Linked DNA regions of Mus musculus: region 1 is linked to region 2. A link is a contact called in public Hi-C data. All regions are on one chromosome and are shown on one strand. Each heading gives the region's core, a stretch centred on a gene start, on an enhancer-like site or on the middle of the called end of the contact. The rest is flanking DNA. Distances are from core to core; before and after follow the strand shown. Region 1 overlaps Plat (plasminogen activator, tissue). Region 2 holds the start of Dkk4 (dickkopf WNT signaling pathway inhibitor 4).

Region 1 (4,342 bases), core at 263-2,762, 160 kb after region 2:
CTTTACACCATCATCTTCGTGAGCTGCCACTCGGGAGAGGGGAGGGGGGTCTTTGGGAGCAGATGTAGCATTTACCTGTGACAGGTACTTCACAACTTGTAAGTTTTAAGGATGAAGGTCTGGCTTTAGAATAAATCCTGTCAGATGAGATGACAGGGAGATGCCAACCTTCCTATAACTCTAGGATTTTAAAAAGAGAGGTAGACCAAAGTCTGCCCTCCTGGTCCACTATGTTGTACACTGAACCACAAGATCATGTCTCAACAGCAAAAAAATACAACTTGATCTTTCAGGAGTGAAAGTTTGCACTGGGGACAAGAATGTGTTTTTATAGTTACACAGGGGGCCCCACAGGGCCTCCACGAGAAGGAAGGGGTATCTGGCCGAATCACAGCACCATAAAATCCTTGAGATCATGCACTCCCCATCCCTCCACACTCCTCAACTCTTGGGACATATCCCTTTGTATACAGTGTAAATGTCTTTTTCTTTATAAACTCTATAGATGGTTGGGAGAACTGTATGATTTTAATAATTGATGAATAACACTAGTATATTTATATTTTAATCTATTTTAGTTTTTACTTTGTTACTATAACTTTGTATTATACTGTACTTAAATAATAAATTCAGAGGTATTTTTCACACTTTTCCACTGGTGCATATCCATGGCTTATTTGTGTTCACATTTCTTTTCTTTTCTCTTTTTGAATCAATTGAAAGATTTCCTTTTATTCAGTCAATGTGTGGAAATTTTCACCCCCAAGGCAATATTCTGGGTGCCACCCAATAGAAATAGAATGGGGGAGGGAGCTGGAGAGGTGGCTAAATGGTTAAGAGCACTGACTACTATTCCAGAGGACCTGGGTTTAATTCCCAGCAACCGTATGGCAGCTCACAACTGTCTGTAACTTCAGTTGTAGGGGATCCGACACCCTCACACAGACATACACGCAGTCAAAACACAATGTACATAAAATACAAGTAAATACATTTTTTAAGAAGAAATAGGGCAGGGAGAGTTGACATGGAACTTAAGTGAACTTTAAAAAAAAGTCTTTTGAAATATTTATTGTATGTGGGGGGGCAGTTATATTGCATATGTGGAAGTCACGGGGTATGTGGCAGAGTCTGTTCTTTGCATTCACCGTGCGGATCCTGGGGCTTCGACTCAGGAGTGGGCATCTCTACTCACTGAGCCATCTTGCTGGCACAAAGCTACAACCTGCCATCATGGGACTGAGGGTTGAACTGAGGGCCTTGTATGTACTCTACCACTGAGCTGCAGCCCCCCCCCCCGCCCTATCCCCCCTCCCCCATCTGATAAGAACTCTCGATCAGGACTGCAGACTAGAAACCAGGAACCCTGGAGACCAAATAACTGTTTTGTTCCAGGAGGTGATAAACTGAAGATACATCTGGAAAAATCAACCACACTATGACCACAGTCTGAGCAGACAGCTGTGTTAGTCTGTGGACAGTAACTACGGCAACACCGAGGAAGAAAACCCTTACTGACAGCAACGGCTCAACCAGAGATGGTTCAGTCAGACTACACGTTACTGTCTTGGTTGCTTTCTCCCCCCCCCATCCCCCACCCCCATTCTGCTTTGGTTTTCTACTCCCCAGGAACAATTAGCTTGCAAGCCAATGCACACAAATGTGCTGCTTCAGCCCTGCCTCTCCAGCATCCCCTTTCTTTAGTGTGTGTGACGTGGGTGTCGGCAGGTGTGTACGCACGGGAGTGCGGGTGTTCAAGTCAGAGGAGACCTCTCAGAAGCCGTTTCTCCCCTTCTGCCACAGGTTGGAGCATCACACTTTAGGCCTGTGTGGTATGCACTCTGTGGCTCATCTCTCTCTGGCCCCTGCACACTGTCTTCCCAATCATGGGACACAACCTCTGTCCCAGCTTTCTTCACCACATCTTCGTTCCAAGAGTCTATCTCATGATGTAATGCTTGCTTTTGGGTGTGGCTAATTAATTTCTTATTTTGGAAGAGAAAGAAAAGTCTTATCTCTCTAGAATTTATTGGTACTGCCCTGTTAGAGGCTCTTGGGAGAAAAGTAGTTTAAACTCACAAAAGACATTTGCTAAAGGCCAGGGACTTGATGGGGGAGGTGTCAGGTGATTTCCCGAAATCTCTGAAGTACCCAGACCAGTTCCACCCATTGGAGTCAGAGACTAAGTCATAGATTTCTTGACTTCACATGAGTCGGCCTTCATGCTCTGATCTAAGATTTTAGACAGAGGTGCATCTCAGTTCATTTCTGGAAAAGAACGCTTGAGATAGCAGGAAGCAAGGCTCTCCCAGGCCCTCGGGTGGAAGCTGGCTTCCTCCCTCCCCCACTGGAAAAGACTTTCTTCAGACACTAGGATTACTGAGACTGAAACCGAAGCTGAAAAGCCTCCTGGGATGGGAATACAAAGTCAAAAGGCCCCAACATTCCTGAGGGGAGTCCTGGAAACCATACACAGATGAAGACAATTGCTCATTCTTGCAGGGAAGTGTCCAACTGGACGGTCATATGAATCATATTAAAGGGTCAGGCGAGCTCATCCCTGCCCAGAGTTGGTTAGGAAATGCAGGGTGCGAAGTCTGGAATTCACCAGAAGGGGACCAGTCAAGGGGAAGTCAATGCTACCTCATTATTCCTGGTTGGTAATACAAGAGGATAGCAGACCCAAAGAGCAACTATGATCCCAGATAACTGCATGGTGGGTTTTGGTTGTCAGAGACCAGAGGAGCACAGAGCCCAGGTCTGTGCATGGCAAGGTCTAATAGACTTCAATTCCGTATACAAAAGCTGAGCACACAATCTTTAGTGTTTCAGATCCCTTGGGCTTCTCATCAAGTCCCTTTTTAAAGCCATTAACAATCACAACCAGTTTTGATGGCACCTAGTCACCACCTACTGGCATAGAAGAAAATATAAGTTGATGACGTTTCCTGCTCCCAGGCCCAATCCCTCTAAAACAAGACCGAGGGAAGGGATACAGCAGTCAGCCCTGATCTGTACAGAACCCATTCCAAGATCCCAGTGGGAGTTTTGTTTTTTGCATATGTTTTTTTAAGTGCTTTACAATTTCAGTTACAAGTATTGTCCTTACTGAGGCATTCACGTGGGATTTTTGTTCTTATTGGGAACTTTGAATTTCTCATTGAGAGGAAGCATTTTCTTTCAGTCTTCTTATTTTTTCACTGGCCTATCCAACCCCCCCCCGAACCCCCCCCCCCCCGCATTTACTTGTGAAGTAGGGCTACTAAATAAAATAGCGGTTACCTGAGCACAAAGAGACCAGATACTATGGCCATTGTTAAGAGTGGAGACTGGCCGGTCCTTAGTGGCCAGCGAGACCAGGGGCAAGGTGTGATCTGTGTCCAGGGAAAGATGGGGCCTGCCAGGGTGGGATGGCAAGTCAGTGAAAGACTTCATCACGCTGCTCAGAATAATACACAACCTGAAAGGTTGCCCTTTCCTGGGGTTTTCCATTTAATATTTGCAAAGTTGCTAGGGAAAAGGGAGGGCACTGTACTAGAGACATGTGTGAGAAGTGGGCAAAAAAACCCAAATAAACCAACCTGGATCCATGAGTGAAGCCACTTACAGCCAAACCTGATGACTTGAGTCCTCTGGAGTCACATAAAGGAAACAGAGAAGTGACACCCACCCTACCCCCACAGGCTGTCCTTTCATTTCATCATGAAGGCTGTGGTATATAGAACCTGTCTCCCAATAGAGACATACATATGTAGTGTCTAAGAGAAACAGAAACTGAACTTTAAAAAAAAATGTTCAATGGTGTTTTGGCTGTGTGAAGCAGTTGCAGTCTCTGGAACTGGAGTTACAGATGTGAGCTTCCACGTGGGTGCTGGGAATTGAACCCTGATCCTCTGGGAGAACAGCCAGTGCTCTTTACCTCTGAGCCATCTCTCCAGCCCCAAAACTGAGCTCTTAACAAGCACAACACACTTCCAGGTAGTGAACAGACATCTGTTGGGGTGCACCGTGTGAAAGCTGACTCTGTATATACAATTGCTGATCACTGTACCAGCTGAGAGCTGGCCTGACTTTGGTGGTGTTATTCTTAGGCCTCATCATCTGCCTCGGTACTTTGTAAATACCCCTCCTTCCTCACCCATTGATTGGCTTAATAAAGATCTGACAGCCAGTAGCTAGGCAGGAAAGGGAAGGCAGGCTGAGAGAGGGTCTCTGGGAAAAGAATCAGAGGCGGGGATTCACCACCAGATAAGGAAGTGGTTGTAGGTACCGAGAAGGTGGTTGGACAAACTGGGACAGAGAGAGCGGCAAAGAACTAATCACATGGTGTGTCGTGGGCTAG
Region 2 (4,558 bases), core at 611-3,110:
CCTTAAAGTGTTCAAAACTTCTGTAACAGCCGAGTTGGCACTTTGGGGTGGGTGATAATCGAGGCAAAGGCAGAGGCAGAGGCAGAGGCAGAGGCAGAGGCAGAGGCAGAGGCAGAGGCAGAGGCAGAGGCAGAGGCAGAGGCAGAGGCAGAGGCAGAGGCAGAGGCAGAGGCAGAGGCAGAGGCAGAGGCAGAGGCAAAGATGCTTGAGCCAGGCAGGAGTTTGAGGGCAGCCTGGGTGATACAGTGAAACTCCATTTAAAAAAAATGTGTGTGTGTGTATATATATATATATATATGTATATACATATATATATGAGAAAAAGGATGAAAGTAGGCATTTTTTTTTTTTTTAAATTCAACTTAGGCAGGCAGATTTCTTTGAGTCTGAGGCCAGCCTGGTCTACAAACTGAGTCTAGGATAGTCAGGGCTACACAGAGAAACCCTGTCTTGAAAACCAAACCAAACCAAACCAAACCAAAACAGAGGTAAAACAAAAACCAATTTAGGAAGCCAGGCAGTGGTGGCAGCACACGTTTTTAATCCCAGCACTTGGGAGGCAGAGGTAGAGAGGGCCTTTGAATTCCAGGCCAGCCTGCTCTACAGAGTGGGTTCTATGACATCCAGGGCTACATAGAGAATCCTTGTCTCCAAAACCCAAATCAAACCAAACCCAAAGTTCAATGTAGAGCCTGGAGAGACAGCTGAAGTAAGAGCACCCACATCCGGCAGCTTTCCACCTGTAACTCCACCTCCAGGCCTCTGACGCCATCTTCTGGGCCCCTTGGGCACTGCAGTCACATGAGCAACCCCCCCCCCCTCACATACCATGTGTACAGTTAAATTTTTGTTTGTTTGTTTGTTTGTTTGTTTGTTTGTTTTTGAGACAGGGTTTCTCTGTGTAGCCCTGGCTATCCTGGAACTCACTCTGTAGACCAGGCTGGCCTCGAACTCAGAAATTCTCCTGCCTCTGCCTCCCAAGTGCTGGGATTAAAGGTGTGCACCACCACTGCCTGGCAGTTAAAAAATCTTTAAACCTTATTTTCTGTGGCAGGGTTCAACTCGCTATGTAGCTGAGACTGACCTTGAACCCCTGACCCCTCTGCCTCCACTTGCCACACACTGGAACTGCAGGTGGCAATTTAAGCTCTTATGTATCAGTTTAAAAATTAAGACACTTGAAAATGAAATCAGGTGTTTATGCGCCCCACTATTTTTCTAATAAAACAACTGACTTCAAAGAGTTCAATTTTTATTGTAAGAAGAGTGATTTCCTAATGTCATTCATCTGAACAGAACAGGTGACAGCATTTCACAATTGGAAGCTATCAGGACCTTGACCCTAACCCTAACTTTAGAGTCCAGATGTCAGGGCTAAAGGTTACCCTTCTCCACTTTAAACTTCAGGGTAGGTTCAGTAATTCATTAGTGTTTGTTTTTTTTTTTTTTTTCTTAAACATCTACAGCATATTGGCTAATGTGAGTTCTTCTTTCTTTGAGTACAACTTGCTGTGAAGACATCATCTGCCCCTCCTCCCACAGGATTGAGGGTCGGAAATGCAGGTGATTATCAGAGCTGCCTTTGATACCAACATCCTTCTTTGCTGGGAGCCCTTTGAACTGACTTTGATATGCGGTAATTAAGAGGGATTCCCGCCTGGAGGAACAGCCTCTGTGGCCTCTGGTCTCTTCCACTGAGTCCTTGTTTTGAACTATTGATCAAAGATTTGAAGGGATCTGTTGTAGCCTGTGTGGGGTAAAAAGGAAGGAAACAGTGGGCTGGGAGGGAGAAGAGGGGCCACGTCTGGTTATAAATAGTTTCGGAAGAGTATGCTGGTCAGACCTGGCCTGTCTCATTTAACACACCTTCCTTGGGCAGAGTCTCTCTTTCAGAAAAGGCCTCTGTGGGCGACTTGCAGATTGTACCTAGGGCCACTCAGCAGCGCAGCCTTCGAAGACTCAAGGGGTACTGGAGCTCCGAGAGACCAGAGTGACTGAGGATGGTACTGGTGACCTTGCTTGGACTCAGCTGGTTTTGTTCACCCCTGGCAGCCCTGGTTCTGGACTTTAACAACATCAAGAGCTCCGCGGATGTGCAAGGCGCGGGGAAGGTAAGTGTGGCTAGATCACTGAGACCATCCGCAAAGATAGCACTGTATCAGCCGGGCAGGGCGCCCTCACCTCTAAGTGAAGTTATGTCTGACTGCATGTGTGCACATAAAATTCAGTTCTCTTACCGTTTACTATTAAAAGAGCACATACTCTAATCCCATCCCTCAGGATGCTGAATTAAGGAGCTGTCAGTGAGTCAGAAGACAACCTGACTGCAGATTAAAAAATCTCTTTAAAAGGCATGCAAAACAAAAGGTTTTCTGGTCAGGGCTCTACATTTATTAACAAATTAGTACCAAATGAAAGCGGTACATGTGCTAGGCCTTTGTGCTCAGCTGTCTTCCTTACAAGTCGAGATAGGCATAAATTTCTATCTAGCAATGATGAAGATAGGAATTTGGACTACACAGCAGATGTGTAGGAGTTAGGACTTGAACACATTAGGACATGACCCAGCACTGTAACCGTCTACGGCACGGGAATTGTATAAGGGGTCATTATCATCTATGGATACTATACATTACACTACACTATTCTCTGTAGTGCGTACACAGTATAGATGATAAAAGGCCAGTTGGGGAGCAGGGGATGGAGTGACAATGGAACTTATAATTGTCACCTGAAAGACACACATGAAGAACTTTGGTTTTACACGAAGAGCGTAGGAATATTAAATTTCGAGCTTTGAAGTAAAATTGGGGCTGGGGCATGGTTCATAACTGATTAAAGACTAACCCCAGACACAAGTTCCAGAATAGCCAAGATCTTCTCACAGGTAGCTTGATGCACTCTTTTCAGGAGAAAACCAATTATGCTGAAAAATTAACATGGTGCCTAAAGTTGGCCCTGGCAATCCCACTGTCATTAGAGTTTGGCCTCCCAACCCCTGCCGTGGATAAAGACCTCTTAGGTGTCGTGAATTCCTCAGCCTGTAACAAGTTTCCTTCTACAGGGCTCGCTGTGTGCATCAGACAGGGACTGCAGCGAAGGGAAATTCTGCTTAGCGTTTCACGATGAACGGTCCTTCTGTGCCACGTGCCGTAGAGTTCGCAGGAGGTGTCAGAGGAGCGCCGTGTGCTGCCCAGGAACGGTCTGTGTGAATGGTGAGAAACCTTGGGCTCCAAGCCTCCAGGGCTGCAATCTGATGGCACCAGTGGAGTGAGTCACTCAGAGCAGCACTGACCATGGGGGCCAGGCTAGGATGTTTGGGATCTGGATGAAGTAAATTTGTGTAGCTGTCTTTTTTTTTTTTTTTTTTTTTTTTTTGGTGAAGCAAAATCATTTATAACCTGGCAACACCCTTGACCAGTGACATAGATAGAATGATTTTTAAAGGGCAGATTCAAGGTGGACTGGCTTGGATCTTTCCACATGGACTGAGATTTTTATTAATCAATTATTTCTGGAATATATTATAAAATGGGACAAAGAAGTGCTGCCAGATTCTTGGGCACTACAGTAATGGCACACCCATTCTTGTCCCTCAGAGTCACTAACACTACCGGTTGTCCCCCAGATGTTTGCACTGCAGTGGAAGACACAAGGCCAGTGATGGACAGAAACACTGACGGCCAAGACGGCGCCTATGCAGAAGGAACCACTAAATGGCCAGCAGAGGAAAACAGACCTCAGGGGAAGCCCAGTACGAAGAAATCACAAAGCAGTAAGGGTAAGAGCATCATTCTGAGAGCATATGTTATTTTAAAAACAATTTTCTCCCTCCCAGCCCTTTAGGCTGAGACTAACTTCCCTCACCCCATGTCTGTGAGCTCTTGGAGCAACTCATGGGGCTCCACTGGGCAGGACAGGGCGAGACCCTAGTGTTGACAGCTTAGGAAGAGAACCTTCCAACCCAGGGCTTTCCCTGCGCTGGGATTTAACAAATGCCGCTTTCCTTTTCTATAGTCTCAGCATAAAAGCCCATTAAAGTAGATGTATCCATCCACTCCAAACCTGTTCAAAATACAAGCAGGTCTCTGCAGTTCTGGCTGCCCTGGAGCTCAGAGGTCCGTCAGCCTCTGCTGGCATTAAAGGTGTTTGCCATCACCACACTTGGGGATTTACTTAAAAAAACAAAACAAACAAAACAAAAAACCAACAACAACAAAACCAAAATGGAATCTCAAAGTCTTCCAATAACAGAATATTTGAAAGTGAAGAGGTACAACGGCCATTCTTGCTTACGTCATTGGGCTAGCTGGCTTCTTTATAAACAAAAGATTCAATGTTCACTAAAAATTATATTAGCAAACTTTGCGGAGAGCAGGGAATAATTTCTTTTCTTGATGTCTTTGTTAGGTAGGGCTATAATTTCCCTTATTGTGTGAGACCTATTTGTCCTATTGGCTTTGCTATTTTATATATAGGCTCTATAGGTAGTAGTAGCCTTTATTCCTAGATCTCCAATCTCAACTCATTAGTATAAGAAACACACACACACACACAC

What was found. A called contact is a pair of places that touch in the nucleus more often than the background predicts.
Region 1: a Hi-C map of regulatory T cells shows a contact between it and region 2, with 2.9 times the contacts expected there. The contact joins the enhancer-like site here to the promoter of Dkk4 in region 2. A contact is called at or near these places in 9 of 39 promoter capture datasets (the 3T3-L1 cell line, the C10 cell line, embryonic stem cells and 4 more), 1 of 15 datasets of contacts at CTCF or cohesin (pro-B cells), 10 of 484 Hi-C or Micro-C datasets (the G1E-ER4 cell line, the HL-1 cell line, the N1E-115 cell line and 5 more), 3 of 115 datasets of contacts at active chromatin or transcription factors (embryonic fibroblasts, embryonic stem cells and large pre-B cells) and 2 of 9 other capture datasets (liver and macrophages).

The regions. Positions count from the first base shown.
Region 1 is chr8:22,782,194-22,786,535 of GRCm38.p6, forward strand. It overlaps Plat (plasminogen activator, tissue), which reads left to right. Exons shown (of 14, transcript NM_008872.3): 14 at 1-655. Among named protein-coding and RNA genes, the nearest start is that of Ap3m2, 21 kb to the right of the region's middle. Within about 2 kb of position 1,513, at least 103 of the 459 cell types and tissues checked have an H3K27ac peak or open chromatin away from gene starts, as enhancers often do. A contact at or near this core is called in bone marrow-derived dendritic cells, embryonic fibroblasts, regulatory T cells and 1 more, where this site is marked.
Region 2 is chr8:22,622,183-22,626,740 of GRCm38.p6, forward strand. Dkk4 (dickkopf WNT signaling pathway inhibitor 4) reads left to right here and starts at 1,861. Exons shown (of 4, transcript NM_145592.2): 1 at 1,861-2,111; 2 at 3,065-3,215; 3 at 3,629-3,781. The coding sequence starts at 2,001.